Linked DNA regions of Mus musculus: region 2 is linked to region 1. A link is a contact called in public Micro-C data. All regions are on one chromosome and are shown on one strand. Each heading gives the region's core, a stretch centred on a gene start, on an enhancer-like site or on the middle of the called end of the contact. The rest is flanking DNA. Distances are from core to core; before and after follow the strand shown.

Region 1 (4,241 bases), core at 1,047-3,546:
AACTGCTGGAAAGAAACTTAAGAACAGAAAAATTGTGTGAAAGTCCTAGTCTCATTTAATGGTGGGCTGGTGTAATAGGGAACCTGTGTATTCAGGTTCACTAGACGTAGATCCTGTGGAAAGATACCTCCAGGTAAGCCTATGAAGGAGTTTACTTAAAGGTTTAACTGAAGGAAGACCCACCTTAATTGTGGATAGCACTATATAATGCGATGGGAACACGGACTGAGTAAACAGGAGAAAAGGAGCTGAGCTCCAGCGTTCTCTCCCCTTTCTGATTCCTGGCTGACTGACTGTGAGCATAATATGGCTGGCTGCTTCACACTCCTGCAACCATGCCTTCACCAGCACAATGGACTGTATCCTCAAACCGTGAACTGAACCATTTCCTTAAGTTTCATTTGTCAGGTACTCTATCATAGCAATGAGAAATATAACAAATACAGTTAGAATTGAAAGCCTTTCTGGTTCCCGTCTATTAAGGGCAGAACTGATGAACCTTCCCATTGAACATTTCTCTCAACACTTGTGTCAGATGTCACTGCTGGCAAATTTCCAAGCCTGAGAATGTTCCCTTGGGATACACTGACCCATCGTTTCCTAATCTGTTTTGTTTTTGTTTGTTGTTGTTTTTTTCTGAAGAAAAAACAGAAATAGAAACTCAGAAATGAAAATCCAAAGCAAGATTGATTAGCATTTTTTTCTAGCCAGAAAAAGTCCAGCATAAAGATTATCCCTATGTGACCAAGGGATAGACGTCCTAAGGAACAGATGACTCTCTTGTTCTCTCTGCTCAGCCTTTGTCAGACACAGAATGCCTTTAACATCCCTAAATACTCGGTATTAGGATACAGTGGGATAAGGTCTTTCTGGATTAGCTAAAATCCTTGCCCTTTGAAGAAGATGGTAGTCTGAAATCCATGTAAATCCAGACGTGAGACCTGCATGTAATTGAGAATTAGCTAAGAAGATGAGAACAAACCAGCCACAAAGGCAACCAGTGAGGAAAGATCACAGGACTTTTTGCTCATAATAAAATATGGTAAAATAGTCAAGTGTCTAAACCAAGCAGATTCCAAGGCATAATAAAGAATGTGGAAGGTTTCACTGTGGGTATAAATGAAGTAAATAAACTTTTCAAAACATTTTGGCATTATTGTTTTGAAGAAAAGTTTCTCTTAAGGTGACCTTAAGCATTCCTATTAATTTCTGTCTTAGGCCCTAAGAGATCAAGATTAATATATACAACAATATATACAATACTATTGAAGTAGTTCAATGAATTCTTTTTTTATTAAAATAAACAGTTGGGGAAAAACAGAGCTAATATGTTATATTTTTTCATCCCAACATTATGTCACTAATCTTTGGAGGTAGAAGGACTCAATTTTACCTTGTTTATTGAGTTACTTTGAATATTCTTTGACTTTTAACTTCTGTATGTGCCCTGGTGTTGCTAAACTTGGGGCCTGTGCCACTAAGTCATTAACTTATCTTTGAACACTGACTACCCATGCTTCTTTGACTCTGAAGGGACAACAAAAATGAAGCCTTCACTGTGCTTAAGTAAGATGCCATTACTGCACAACACATAAGCTTGTTGGGCAGGACATGCTGTGAGGAAAGCATTTTGCACATTGCATGTGCATTTCTGTTATTTACCTGAGATAAAATTACTTAAAATAAAAAAGGTTTGTTTGAGTTCACAACTTCAAAGCTTTTAGTCTGTGTCCGGGCCCAGTGGCTTTGGTCCAGTGGCAGCTTAGCATTTGTGTTAAGAGTGATTGGCAGGGGAGACTTCTCTCTCATCATGGCTGCTGGGAACACAGAGAGAAACATGAGTCAGGTCCTAGTAGCCCCTTAAATAGCATGTCCTAATGACTAACTTCTTTCTTTTGAAGGTTACATCATTCAACAGTACCACAGGCTGTGGTTTAAGTTGCTAACCACAAACAGGTTTTTAGGGACTATCTTATTCAATGTTCTACTGCTGTGAAGAGACATCATGACCAAAGCAATTTTTATAAAAGAAAGCATTTAACTGGGGGCTTGCTTACAGTTTCAGATATTTAGTCCATTACAATCATGCCAGGGGGCATGGTGGCTTGTGTAGCACTGGAGCAGTAGCTAAGAACTACTAATCAGCAAGCAGAAACCTTAAAGCCTACCCTCAATGGCATACTTCCTCTGACAAGGCCACATTAACTCCAAAAAAGGCCACACCTTTTCCAACAAGGCTATACCTCCTGGTCTTCTCAAATAGCGCTACTCCCTGATGACTAAGCCTTCAAATATGTGAGCCTATGTGGCCTATTCTCACTCAAATTTCCATATTTCACTCCCTAGCATTCATAGGCTTGAAGCCATATCATAAAACAAAAATGCATGCAGTCCAACAACAAAATTCCTTATAATCTTTGAAAGTCTCAACACTGTTTAAAAGTCCAAAGTTCAAAGTTTTGAGGTTCATGGCCATTTCTTAACTGTAAAGCCCTGTAAAATAAAAATAAAAACCAGATTATATACTTTCAGCATACAGTGTCAACAGAATACACACTACAACTCTAAAAGGGATGAAACACTAGGTTAAAGTAAAAACAAAACATAGCAGGGCAAACTCTAAATTCTACATCTCCATGTCTGATATTAAAGTATTCAGATCTCTGGCTTCTTTCAGCTTTGTTGACTACAACCCACTTCTCTTGCATAGCTTGGTTCCATACCCAGTTGAAAGTTCTCCTTGGCCAGTATCCTATGACTCTGTCATCATAAACATCTTAGAATCCTTAAAACAACCCAGACTTCATCTCCACAGCTTCATCCAGTAGCCTCTCTGGGCCTCCATGCAGGAGAGTGTCTCTTCTGCCACACATCTAGCCTCAGTGGCTTTCATAGCTGCAGAGGGAGATTCCACAATCACTTCCTTATTGACTCTAAAGCCAGAACCATGCTGCTAAAATTGTCACAGTCTTCTGCTTGGTGGGACTAGAACTTTGTCCCCCTCCTTCAATTACATTTGTATTAACTTTCTGTTGTTGATGGTTTCCTTCACTTCTTAAAATTTCCTTTAATTCCCTTTTACAAGCATAGCTGGGTGGGGTCTTGTCTTGAGATTACTACTCTTTTTTTTTCCATTTAGCATCAGGCTTTTCTTTAAACCTTTAGTCTCCATGGTCACTGGAATTCGCTCCATTAACTTCCTGGTGCCTTTGTACTTTCTCTGTGTCCGTCTTGCTCTAGCTGTGTGATCTAGTTAGTCAAAAATGGGTGTCACGCAATGGAAGTCCAAGAATCCTATAGTTGCTCGGTCTTTGAGACTACATGTCTCAGCTCTCTTCAGTATATGCAGAATCCTAAAGAAGCCAGCTCTAATGCCAGTCAAAGAGTGGGCTTACCAGTGAGAGCTAAAGTAAGCAGATAAAACGAGAAAGCATCCTCCTTCCAAGTCCTTTATGTCAACTGCCAGTAGATGTGGCCAAGGTTGGCAGTGGATATTTCCACCTAAAGAGATCTTTATGAAAAGTTGTCCTTCCCACTTCAAGTGATTTAATTAAGAAAAGAATCTCTCACAGATGTACCCAGTCACTTGGGTTTTAGTTAATTTCAAATGTAGTCAAGTTGACAACCAAGAATAGTCATCACAGGGACCATTCAGGATCTAAATATCAGCACATACAGTCATTTCAAGGATCAGTTTAAGCAATGTATTTTTGAAAATGCCAGCATATAATCTATAAATATGCACAGGTGCCACACTAGATGTGGAGTTTTCCAGTTACTAGACAATTTTGCTTTTCTAGCCTGCTTGCTCATTTTCCTCAATTTGCTAAATAAGTGTGCTTTTGTTGCTGAAAAGTGAGGCTCTAATATTAATATTTTTGTATAGTATATTTTGTGTTCTTAAACATCACTCAGTACTATTATACAGCAGTTTTCCATGTTCAAAATGCTTCCAATGACACCTCAACCTCTGTGCATGGCAATCTTGGATGGGATAGTTTATTCTCAGATGAGGAATCTGGGACTTAAAGAGGTAATTTATTTCACATTTCTGAGTGGTATCAGAAAGGTAAGAGAAGAAGATCTCTTGGGAATCTCAATCTTTTTATATAAGATTCTGAGTTCTCTTATCTTACAGGGTTGCCTCCGTTGCTGGTTTAGTTTAGCTTTGCTTTGCTTTGTCTAGAGCCAGGATCTCCCTATTAGATCATCTGGCCTCAGTCTCTGTTGTTCTGGGTTTC
Region 2 (4,241 bases), core at 1,102-3,601, 340 kb before region 1:
TATTTTTTTATATTTTGTTATTGATATTTTTTCATGGAATTTAGAAAGTCTTCTTGACTAATTTCCCCTTTTCTCTTCCTGTATCAGAAATTGTTTAGGTTCTACATTGATCCTCTTCACTGGAGAAAGTGAGAGTTTGAGGCCAGATGTAATGTGCTTACAAGGAACATGCCCAGCTGGCAAACACTTTCTCAAAGCCCTTTTGTAAATGTTGAATGCACATACACACACACACACACACACACACACACACACACACACACACAGAGGGAGGAGAAAGAGCAAGACAGAGGGAGAGAGAGAGGGAGAGGGAGGGAGAGAGAGAGGGAGAGAGAGAGAGAGAGAGAGAGAGAGAGAGAGAGAGAGAGAGAGAGAGAGAGAGAGAGAGAGAGAGAGACTGAGTTAGGGAGTGTGGTCACTACACATGCAATAATATTGTTCTCTACATGTGCTGTTTGTATGAGCTGGCAGGAACCACAGAGTGGCTAGCTTTTTCCCAGGCAGCCATACTCACTACCCCTCGTCACATGGAGACGGTGGCCTGACTTGCCCTCCTTTGCTCTGAGAAGAAACAGGGGAATCCTAACTTACCCCACAGCAGCCACAGCACTGGCAGTCTCCACAGAGAGTTCCCAGGAGGCCATTGATCACCTGGATGGCACAGAGAACCATCTGGATCCCTCCGATGACCAGCAGAATGGAGAAGAGGGTGAGGTTCCAGGGGACCACATCACGGGGCTCTTTGCACTCGCTCCACAAGGCTTGGTCTTTTAGATAATCACTATAGGTGACAGAGATGCAGAGAGGAGGGAGACATTTGACAAATGTGTGTGTTGCCATTACTATTTCTCTTGTGCAAGACAAGCTCTATGATGAGATACCCTTTAATAACAATAAAAAGAACCCAAGCAAATCTCACTGAGTAGGTCGTTCATGCTGACACTGTCTGGGACACTTCACATTTTCACTCCTTTATTGTTTACAGAAAGCAAGGACTCTTTTTCTCCCATTCCACCAACAAGGATGCTGGCACACTATCCTTGTTTGTGGATGATGGGGCCATTGGAGGCACAGGGACTTTAAGTCACTTGTCTCAGTCACAAGCTACTAAATGACAGAGCAATGTTTGTGGGCTGGCCAAGAGGATGAATAAGCATGCACACATTCATAAAGAAGCAGAAAATGAAGCTGCAAAAGGTATGCACTGCATCCATGTTGGTGCCCTTCATCCTAGGTATTATTATTATTAGAGACCAACTCTATTGTCACAAATTATCAAGTGGCTATCCAAAGCCATGGAAAATAGACCATGTCTCATAACTAAAAGGAAGTATCTAATCCAGGTGTGATGGCTCACAGCTGTAATCTCAGCACTTAGGAGCTGGAGGCAAGATGCCTTGAGTTTGAGGCAAATCCCAAGCTATGGTGTAATAAATAGCCTGTCTCAACAAACAAAACACCCACCCCAAAAACAAACAAAAAAGATGCATCTCAGTGGGTATCGTGCTTGCCTGGCATGCACAAGGCCCTGAGTGTTATCCACTGCACAGCGTAAAAGAGATGAGGTGGTACATAGTTATAATTCTAGAATTAAGGAGGTGGAGGCAGGATCAGACATTCAAGTTCCTCCTTGGCTATATCGTTAGCTAAAACAAAAAGATCCAACTCAACAAATAACACAAATTGGGGATATGGAGAGACTGTTCAGTGGCTGCTCAACAAGAGATCCTGGTTCAGTTCCTGGCACCTACATGGGATCTTACAGCCATGTACAGTTTTAGGGATCTGGTGCCCTCCTCTGGCCTTCTCAGGCACCAGGCACATGGTGTACAGTCATACACACAGGGAAAACAACCGTACAAATAAGACAAAAGGAAAATATAAGAATAAACAGGGATTTAAGAGACAGCTCCATAATTAAGAGTATGTACTGCTCTTGTAGAGGACACAAACACGAGTGGCTTATACCTACCTGTGACCTCAAGCTATAGGAGATTAGATGTCTTCTTCTGGCCTCCATATGTTCCTGACACTTCTACAACTTGCACATGCATACACACACACTTTAAAATAAAAAATAAATCTTAAAAAAAAAAGACTAGAATCTAACCAAATTTTAAATGTAATTCAATTTTTTGTTAGCATACAGGACTTCCACATAGGAAAAGACTTAAATTTCTGTATAGGAAGAGCTTGTGGCATTCTAAAGGTGTGACATTTTGAGGGAGAAGTGGGTATTATTGTTCCCTAGAGACGGCGGGTAGGAGCTGTGGGGTCACACAGGGCTTCCTGCTTCCATGCTGGGCTATCTGTCAGACTTAAACCAGCCTGGGACACATGAAGTCCTGTCTAAGAAAGAAAAAAGAACGTAAAGCAGAGGTCTCCTAATGGCTTTACCCAAGGATGCGCCTCTAATGTGAATATTGTGGCATATAGAATTTACTCCTTGTTCCCTTAATATCACCATCAGCAAACATTTCTGAGAAAATGAGTGCTAGACTCCTCAGCACCGAGAGACTGGGTTTTATGGTCCAAGCTGGAATCTTGGGAGCCACTTTGGTAACATTTGCCTTTCCTCCTCACTCCTAATCCTGGGGACTTTCTTCATCTACACTAATCAGAGACTGGAGAGTTCTGGAATCTTGTTCCTTCCAATCAGGTTGATGCTGTGCTGTTTTCATTATGAAACTGTCACCTGACACTGCTGATGAATGAGTTGCCTGTCACTGTGAGGAATAGAGGAAGTGACATAGAATGAGATCACTCATGAGAGTAATGCCCCGGATACAGAGGGGGGTGGTGAGAAGAGGCCACATGCGAAGCACCAATACACAGGGCTCTGAAACACGTGTTCCTGCTTTTACCTTAGTCAACGCTCTGCTGTTATCTACAGGGCAATGGTCACTCTCCAGACCGTGGTCATCGATTCCATTCTACCCGAAGCAGGATGTGAATGTATCTATTCTAGGGGCGGGTGAGAGGCCTTCCAGGTCAGAACCACTGGGTTGTTGTATTTCTTTGGAGTAGTACTTTGCCCCTGTTGTGTTTCTGTTTCTCTAGCCTTTGTTTTTGACACAGCCTTTAGGAAGGCAATGTTTTTTACACAGCAGAACACCACAGAAATCTGTGGCAACACTGCAGGGATGCGGTTGATGGAAGCAATAGCAGAAGTGTTCACCAGAAAGAAGTAATCCACTGCTCTCCATATTCTTCCTAGGGGAGAGACTGAGCTATTGACAAAATACCTCAAGAGAAAGCTCAGCTCGCTGGTGTCTGAATGCTACATTCCTCAACCCAACCCCACAATGATGGAGTCTCAAGAGTTCTCTGAAAGACATGGGGATTTTCCACAGTAAAAGAAACATTTTGGAGTCGCTGCATGTGATGTGAAGATGACAGCCACCTCGACTTGGTTAGTTGTGAGAATAAAGTTGAGGTACTTGATGCCAGTGAACACACCAAGGCCACCAGATCTGAGCCAGGGCCTCCCACCTCCCTAGCTGAAGATGATTCTTGACGTTTCTAAGGATTTCGTTGCAAAGGAACAAAGAGGAGTCTCAGTTAATACAGCTTTCCCTCTGCATGCTCAGGTTCCACACTTGTAAGTTTGGTCATAAACAGCTGATAAAATGGCATCTGTAATGAACATGTCATTGTTCTCTAAGCAAAACAGTGTATCAATTGTTTGCATTGCATTTACATTGCATCAAGGATTATAAGCAATATGCAAATGCTGTGCTGGCCTGTGCAAGGCTAAAGTTATTTGGGTATAAATAACTATAGATGTCCTGGAGCCTCAGTAGACGATGAAGGACAACTGTTTATTGATATACTATGAGTTGTTTTTTTTTTTCTCCAATGGGCCCATTCTCTATGTGTTAGAATATCCAAGGGCCATACTTCCTGTCTCCCAATGATAATCAGTCACCGTGTGAATAGAGGGTCTGAGATAATGAACAGATGAGAAACAATCCAAGCTTCTCAGAGGATAGAGTGTAGTTATCTAACAGCACATCGACTGAAATGGAAACATCTGTATGTTTGCTATTCACCTAGTAGCTACAAGCCACAAACAGCTAGTGAGAACCTGAAATATGGCTAGAATTGTGGAGTTCAATTCACTAGTGCAGAATTAATCTATTCTGCTGGGACTATCACTATGGTGACTATGTAGTAGGCAGATTTTGCTTATGCTATTGGAGACCAAGCATCTAAAGCAGCTAGATGTTCTGACTTCTAGT

Evidence for each region. A called contact is a pair of places that touch in the nucleus more often than the background predicts.
Region 2: a Micro-C map of the HL-1 cell line shows a contact between it and region 1, with 2.6 times the contacts expected there. The contact joins two enhancer-like sites.

Annotation. Positions count from the first base shown.
Region 1 is chr3:57,091,441-57,095,681 of GRCm38.p6, reverse strand. No RefSeq gene overlaps it. Among named protein-coding and RNA genes, the nearest start is that of Gm22269, 39 kb to the right of the region's middle. Within about 2 kb of position 2,296, at least 34 of the 459 cell types and tissues checked have an H3K27ac peak or open chromatin away from gene starts, as enhancers often do. A contact at or near this core is called in the HL-1 cell line, where this site is marked.
Region 2 is chr3:57,434,116-57,438,356 of GRCm38.p6, reverse strand. Tm4sf4 (transmembrane 4 superfamily member 4) reads right to left here. Exons shown (of 5, transcript NM_145539.2): 4 at 592-781. Among named protein-coding and RNA genes, the nearest start is that of Tm4sf4, 11 kb to the right of the region's middle. Within about 2 kb of position 2,351, at least 24 of the 459 cell types and tissues checked have an H3K27ac peak or open chromatin away from gene starts, as enhancers often do. A contact at or near this core is called in the HL-1 cell line, where this site is marked.